2 separate regions of the Mus musculus genome follow, and region 1 is linked to region 2. The links are chromatin contacts, called in public ChIA-PET maps. All regions are on one chromosome and are shown on one strand. The core of a region is the stretch at or near the end of the contact, and the rest is flanking DNA. Distances in the headings are between cores, read along the strand shown. Region 1 holds the start of Zfp282 (zinc finger protein 282). Region 2 holds the start of Zfp775 (zinc finger protein 775).

Region 1 (3,929 bases), core at 372-2,871, 720 kb after region 2:
CCTCTTTCTCTTCTACTAGATATAGGCTGTGTGCTGAGCTCTACAACAGAGAAAGAAAAGTGGAGGTTGGTCAGGGTGTGCGGGATGACAACACAGACCAGAAGATATGTCCCTTTCTCTCTTGGTTCTCTCTGCTTCTGGTGAAGGGGCCCTCCAGTTGGGAAAAGTGGAATCCTATTGCTTTGAAGTGAGCCGGACTGACTGGCTTTTGACAATCACATGAACTATTTTCCTCAAACTCTGAGAAGCTGTGATAGCCAGAAGACTACCCCACAGCATCTGAGAATTCCTCTCTGACATGGGAGTGAGAACAACAGGACCCTAGGAATGCCAGCCCCTGCTGGGTCCTGGTGGCTGGATGGCTGTCAGTGCCATCCACTGGGCTTATGGAGGCTTCACCGGGGCCTTGTTCAGAGAAGGGGATAAGACTGACAATGGAAGTGTAGGAAGTCTGAGGCTGGTTGCATTTCCGCAGGTTTGAAGACCTACAGTTGGTCATTTTGCTCAAAAACAACCAAAGGTCTTCATATTGACTTGTCAAGTCTTAAGTCCTGACTGAGAATCAAATGGGAACACAGGGGTGGCTTCTTCAGAGTCCAGTCTTCAGGTAACTCAGTCTCCCTTCTGAGACAATGATGTTAAACCACGTTAACCCTTCTCCTTGTGCTGTATACCCAAGGCCGTGCCAGCTAAGTCCTAGGCACCCTGAGATCTCCTACGGAGCCTAAAGAAACAACTGGAGCCTTCTCTCTCACCCCCAGGACCCCAAGACAACGCTCGGGGATGCGGTTTGGGCGTAGTCAGTTGTCTTAGGCTGCTCTGGCGATTCCAATATGCAGGCAAGTTTGCCAACCCAAGATGACAAAGTCCCCTCCCAGTCCCTTCCCTGGCTCATCCGTTCTACAGAGGAAAAGTGGGCTGCTCTTTATAGTCGGAAAAAGACAGCAATAAAACAGCTTTAAACCCTTTTATTAAACTGGCTACAGTGTAAACATGGTTAAACTGTTCCCTCTGTGGGCCGGGAATAGGCCTGCCGCAAACCCAGGCGGGTCGGACGCCAAGAGGAACCCGAGTCCCTGCTCAGTGAAGCGGCCACTACCGCGCTAGGTCCCGGGCAACACAGCCCCGGCTTCCGCATCCTGCGGGCCCCGGGTCCCGGCCGCACCGGCCCGGACAGCGGCACCGTGGCAGCGCGGCAGGGCCTGGCGCTCCGGGCCTGCACCAGGCCCGCTCCGCCGTTCGCCCGGGGCCCCGGCAGCCGCGAGGCTCCCCGAGGCCCGGCCCCGCCCCGCCCCCACGGCAGCGGCGCGGCCATGGCGCCCGCGGGCGCTGCACCCACCTGCATGGGCGGCATTCCCTCGGCCATTTCCGCGCGTAGCGCCGGCTCCTGGTGGCAGACCTCCTCCGGGGGCAGAGCCTGGGCCCAGCTCCAGCTCCCGCTGTCCAGCCCCAAACCCTGGATGCCCAGCTGCTGAGGCTGCGGCCGTGTTGACACAAACTGCATCCTGGGAGTGCTGTTCCCCGCTCGGGCCGGCCAGGGAGAAGAAGAACGTTTTCCAGGCGCCTTCCCCCTTGCCGGGGCCGGACAGCTCCATCTACAGCCCGTAGGAGCAAACAGTCCCCTTCGGTGGCGCTCCCCGCCCTTCGCAGCCGGCGCGCCAGCCAATGGCCTCGGAGCTCCTGCCCGCCTGCAGGGCTGGACGGGGGCCACTCCAGGCTGGGGGCCACCGCCTCCCCCAAAGAAATCTGACGGCGACCGCCGGCCTCTAGGTCTGGCTGGGGTGGTCGATCTTCACGTCCCAAGCTGCGGCCTGGACAGTGGGGCTTGCTTTCTGTTACTTCTAGGAATGCATTGGACATCCCAGGAGAAAATGGTGCCTCACCCTTGTAAAAATTTTACCCAAATATTTTCTGAACACCTACTATGTGTCAGCTTTTGCTTAGGCATAAGGTGGGGTTTTTTTGTTTGTTTGGTTTTTTTTTTGTTGTTGTTGTTGGTTGGTTGGTTTTTTTGTGGTTTGCATACTCTTCTTCGGTTTAAATTGCAACATTGCCACTGGCTGTGATTTTTTTTTTTTTTAACATTTACTGTCTCTGAACCTCCTATGTTCTATATAAATAGGGTGGGGTGTTATGTTTGTCTTATTTTAATGTTGAAAAATTAGGAACTAATGCCTGGCACATAGTAGGCTCCCAGATACTTTTGCTAGATGTGGTGTGCACACTTTTTATTCCTAGCACTTGAGAGGTAGAGGTAGGTGGAGTTTAGGGCCAGCCTGGTCTCCATAATTAGTTCCAGGCCAGTCTAAAAAAAAAAAAAAGTAATTACCCATCAAAGATAAATCCCTGTAGGTTATCTGTAGCATATTGTCCACTTTGTCTTCCTAAATGGCCAGTCCTTATCTTGTCTGGACTGAGCTCTCTAAGGCTTATCACCTTGTGGAAAGTCAGACCTGGTGGAAGCCATGAGTTCTACTACACTTAAACTTGAGAACAATATGAAGCTACGGGGAAGGGTGGGGTGCCAGAGGGGCTATCTTCAGAAGGACAGTTATCGAGTGCTTTATTAGGTATGCTTCCAGGATATATGAATGAGTATTTCATAGACTCATATTATCCTCTATGAAGGTTATGCTCCAGAAGTCAGTGATTTTTTTTCCGTTTCCTGGTTACAAGTTGTGCATGCATGCAAGTGCATATATCTCACTGTAAACATCACGTCCACTATTAGTAGAGGAACCGAGTAAGCCCAGCCTGGGAAGCTCCAGGCAAATGCTTTTCTACTGGCAACCCACATCTGAGAAGACATTTTCTGACCTATGGGATATCAACTCTATATTCTCTTTTCTAGAAATGAGAAACAGAGGACTAAGTTAGTCCCAAGTGTTTAAGCTATGTCCTCAGGATAAAATGATTACTATGTCCCTCCTTAAGTATGTAGTGAGTCATATCAATGTTCCTTTTTACACAGAAAGACAACAACACAGTGTGTCTAATCCAGTTTCCTCGCAGGTAGACTTTCACACAGCCATTCACACTTTTACTGTGTAGCAGAGATTAGGCTTAGGCTGGGGGTCTAGTTCACAGTATTGTATGAACAAAAAAACCAAAAAACAAAAAACAAAAAAAACTCAACTTAAACTGGGCGATGGTGGCGCACGCCTTTAATCCTAGCACTTGGGAGGCAGAGTCAGGAGGATTTCTGAGTTCAAGACCAGCCTGGTCTACAAAGTGAGTTCCAGGACAGCCAGGGTATACAGAGAAACCCTGTCTCAAAAAACAAACAAACAAACAAAAAAACAACAAAAATTTCAACTTAAGCAGGCTCAAATGCACATTTTCACCATATTAGCATTATTTTATAACCACTAAGCCTACCAACTACAGGGCATAGAAACCTATACAAGCAGAAGGGTATGGGGTGGCTAAGGTATACTTCTGGAAGAAAAAAAAGGGCATAATGTGGGTGCTGCTGGTGCTACATTGGTTATGGTCCCTATATCAGGTGCTCCAATGACCAAGGGACTGAGGAGGCTGAGATACTCAGTCACTGGCTATGAGCTCCCTGAGGAGCAAAATGGACAACTGGTTAAACTATCATAGCTAATGTACACTCTTTACAAGAGATAGATTCAGGCCTGGCCCTTGACCTGTCAGGTGGCATTGACTGTTTTCCATTGTCTCTCCTAAAACTTCTACAGCTTGTGCTCTGGACAGTGTATTTGAAATGATGGCTGCAGGAGAGGACAAGAGAGGGGTCTCATACATTTCAAAACATTTATCTACCTTTTCTCAAATCTCTCTAAACCTCCCATATTATATATAAATAGGGGGTATGCTAGTCTACTTTAGTATTGAAAACTTATAATGTCTGGCATATAGTAGGCGCTAAGGAAAGGCAGTTACTCTTTACCCCTTTGCCAATGTGG
Region 2 (4,171 bases), core at 493-2,992:
CCCGGAATCTATGTAATCCACATGGTAGAGAGGACCAACTTCCAAAAATTCTGTCCTCTGTCCTTTGTCTGTCTCTCTCTCTCTTCCTCTATCTCTGTCTCTCCGTCTTTCTCACACACACATTCAATGAATGAATGAATAATAGTTTTAAAATTTTACTGATTTCTTGGTCCCTCCAAATCCATCTGCCACCAGAACCCAAACTGATCTCTCTCTCTCTCTCTCTCTCTCTCTCTCTCTTTCTTTCTCTCTTGCCCTTTCTCCCTAAGACAGGGTTTCTCTGTAGCCCTGACTCCTGAACTCACTCAGTAGACCAGGCTGGCCTCGAATTCAAAGATCTGCCTGCCTCTGCCTCCTGAGTACTGGGATTAAGGGTGTGGGCCACCACCACCCAGATCCAAACTGATTTTTCTAAAACTGAAATTTTGACATTTTACCCCCTTGACATACTTCAAGAGCTCTCCAACACTTGGAAATTTAGACAAAAATGTCTTGGCAAGGCCATTCAAAACATAGTCTTTGGTTAGCTTTCCCCATTGTCCCCAATATCTAGATTTGTTATGTCCTCACACACCTGCATACCTATAACTTGTCTGTCTTGCAGTGACCTTGCCCATACACCCCCTCCCTGGTCCAAATCAGGGGTCACTTTGCCAGAGACAGACATCTTTGGGAAACTCAAAACTACTGTTTAGCTATGTGTCATCCAAACAAGTACCTGTGGGGTAACTGTCATCATCCATGCTTTCTGTTACCACCAGAAGACCAAACGCATCCTAATACAGGATGCCTCTATCCCTAGCACACAGTCCAGACCCCAGCCTTGTAAACCATTACAAAACACGGTTATGAGGGCTCATTTACATAAACGTCAGCCACAACTGAGTGGTAGAAGCACAGAATCATGGAGCTTCGGAACTGACAGGACACAAATGCTATGGGATGTTTTCATGTTATTAACACAACTAAAAACCAAAAACAAACAAATAAAAATGCAGAGCCTGTCACTTGTCTCCAACCTCAGGTGACCACACCCAACTTGCCACTGCTGCTAGAGACCATTCGGACTCTGTGTCGCCAGACACCACACCCACTGAGACTGCTGCGGTCATTTTACTTGAAAGAAGTCTCAGTAACCACCCCCGAAGACGCGCACACAGTTGTAACTTCTGCGTGCTTTCCTTTTGCTTGTTCTCCGTCTCCACCCTCATCCCGCCTCGCAGAATCGCTTGTAGCCAACACTGGGATTGCTGCCCCCAGAAGCTCTTCTACACGGAAGCAGACACAGACAGGGAGCTCAGAACAACCAGATGGCTCAGTAGGTCCTCTTGGCTCTTCAACAGTCCTACCCTCCTGACCTTACTGCCCTGGCCTGTTGACCTCCCAGCCAACCTCAGGTCCCTCCCAACTGAGCTAGGAAGGGTGCTGGTGGTACAGAAAATTGGGACCCAGAGCTGAGGTGCACGCGGGACTCAGGGCGCCTCAAGGCCCGGGACCCATCCTTCCTCTACAGCCCGGTACACCGGAGCAGCACGGGAACAGCGACCCGGCGCTGGTCCGTCCCTGCACCGCCCCTCCCCGCCAGAATTGCACAGGACTCGGAGGGAGGGGGCCTGAGAAATAAATACCTTTGACTTTGTGGCTAAGGTTAACGGGAACGGCTACCCAAGGGGCGACTTGGGTACCGGGCTCCGGGCCATGGCCAGTCCCGGGGCAGGCGGGGCAGGCGGACGCGTGTGATTGGCTGGTCGCCCTGCACCGCCCCGCTGCGGATTGGCTGAACGGCTCAGATGACACTCCCGGCCCTATTGGTGCAGCCCGCGGGGCGGCCCCTTTGTTCTCCGGAGCCAATAGCCAGGGTCTGACCTCGCCTGCGGCCGCGCGGCCCTAAGCAAAAAATCAGTGAGCTGAACACTGCTGGGGTGGAAGAGGTGGCCCCCTAATGCTCTGTGCCCCGCGGAGCATAGTTGCTGTGCCCGTCCACCAGGTGCCTCGGATCTGCCCACCTTTGAGCGCTCTGCCTCCCGCACAAGCGCGTATTGATATCTGAACTCGCGGCGTAGGTGCGGGGTACCACGGTAGTGAGGTGCCATTAGGTTTCCTTGCTTGGAAGCCATCGCGGGCCAAATAGAACACAGCACTTTTAGGACCCCTCTGGAGAGTATATCTACTTTATTGTGGCTCTTTTTCTTTACTCCCTGAAAGCTATGTTTAGGCGGCATTGCTCACACTTGCCTATTGCACATTGCAGGGCTCTTTTGCCTCGTGAGGGTACAGTGAGCCATCATCAGCCAGCATATCATCAGACCACACTGAGTCATGATAAATTATGTTTGGAGCTGTTTGCAAGTGGCTTTGGAAATCATTGCATTCGGGGAGCTTTTTCTAGCTGAGAAAACAGGTCTGAAGAGGTTACCTAACCGCATCTAATTTCACTATGCACTAAGGTTCTGTTGAGTGAAATATCTTCTAGCTGCTAACCAGGTCCAGACTGCCAAGAAGGGTGATTGGTTCCCAAACACCTCCAGGAAAGTGTTTTCATTCCCACCCTTTCCTATACATCTGATAGAATTCCTCCCACCTCTGCCTTGAGTTTGGTCGCAGCTGGGTAATCACAGTGGGGTCAACTGGAAAGATACTGCATTTTCTCTCCAGAGCTACTTTGGAGGTGCATTTGGGACCAGGATGGATGTCCTGTAACCCCTACCATGGCACCAATCTGTAACTGTTCAAGCCTCTAGGCCCCCAGCTGCTGTTCAGCTGTCAAGCATTGTGGAAACTGGGGCCAAGTTTCTAGCCATTTTCCACTAAATTCATGTGCAGTCATCACAAGAGAGAGTTTTCTGTTTCTGGACTTTGATGTGTTTGCCTGTGAAATAGATGAGTGAGTTTTCCCACCTGCTTATGTGCCTTTCTGGATTTTCATTCCTACCTCTCAGAGCAGCATTCTAGTTTCAGATCCTCCACCAGCTAGTGTGGCCCAGGAACAACACTTCCTATCCAGAGTGACAGACTCTCCAGACTGACACTCAGGACCAAGGCTGTTCCAGAAGTGGAAGAATGAAGCACAGTAAGTGAAGGCTAGCCTATCTTACACACTGAGATAGTTCGTTCAAGGCCAGCCTGGAACTGTATTAGATCCTGTCTCAAAAAATAAATAAATAAATAAATAAATAATTTTTAAAAATGTTTAAAAAGAAAGAAAAAAAGCAAACTATGTATTGATGCACATACACAGAGTCTATATTATAAAATCTGTGAGGGGGGGTTGGTGCATGTGGGGGCCAGGGGGTCACATTATGCATCTTCAGGCACCTTCCATCTTGTTTGAGACAAGGTCTCTAATTAGCTGGAACTTCATCAAATAGGCTAGGTTCACTGAGGTGGCCAGCAAGATACTGGGATCTCAGTATCTGTGGGATTGTGACCCACCATACTCAGCTTTTGTTATGGCCTCTGGGAAGCAACACTCCAGTCTTCATGCTTGCAAGGCATATATGTTCTACAAGCCAAGCCATCTCCCCAAACCCAGTATTATGTGACCAAAACCAGCACACTAATTTCTTTTTTATACAGTGGTGGTCAAGGCTGAAAGGGTGAGCTGGGGAGATGGCTCAGCAGTTAAGAGCACATGCTGCTCTTGCAGAGGACCTGGGTTTGATTCCTAGAATTCACATGGTGACTCACAACCATCTATAACTCCAGTTCCAGGGAGTCTAATACCCTTCCCTGGTCTGGCCTCCATGGGTTCCGGGTACACACATGTACACAAACATACATGAAGGAAAATACAACATACACACACATCTTTAAGACAAAAGGAGGCAGAAACAGACCCGAATCTCAGCTTCTAGTAATTAGTATTCCAGGACCGTGTGCAGGTGTTTACATGAATTTGAAGGGAGAGCAAGAGCTGCAGGTGTTTACATGAATTTGAAGGGAGAGCAAGAGCGCCCGGAGCAGCCCATCAGGTGGGATCAGATAGAACTTAGCAAAGTCCATTCACAAAACAAACAGTTGTTCTTTTGCACTCCTCTGTTTGGGGACTGGTGCAGAAATGACAGGCGAGAGGGCCTGTTGGTACCTGACAAGAAGAGCAGGCAGCTGTGTGTGAAGCTATCTGTGACTCAGCAGACCAACCAGGGAGGCCCTGCCAGACAAAAATCAAACC

The links. ChIA-PET counts read pairs in DNA pulled down with a chosen protein or histone mark.
Region 1: a contact with region 2 is called in an RNA polymerase II ChIA-PET map of memory CD8 T cells, with 7 read pairs. The contact joins the promoter of Zfp282 here to the promoter of Zfp775 in region 2. A contact is called at or near these places in 6 of 39 promoter capture datasets (cranial neural crest, hippocampal neurons, liver and 2 more) and 1 of 115 datasets of contacts at active chromatin or transcription factors (memory CD8 T cells).

Annotation. Positions count from the first base shown.
Region 1 is chr6:47,875,247-47,879,175 of GRCm38.p6, reverse strand. It overlaps Zfp282 (zinc finger protein 282), which reads right to left and starts at 1,621. Exons shown (of 8, transcript NM_146175.3): 1 at 1,340-1,621. The coding sequence starts at 1,504.
Region 2 is chr6:48,599,578-48,603,748 of GRCm38.p6, reverse strand. Zfp775 (zinc finger protein 775) reads right to left here and starts at 1,742. Exons shown (of 3, transcript NM_173429.3): 1 at 1,629-1,742.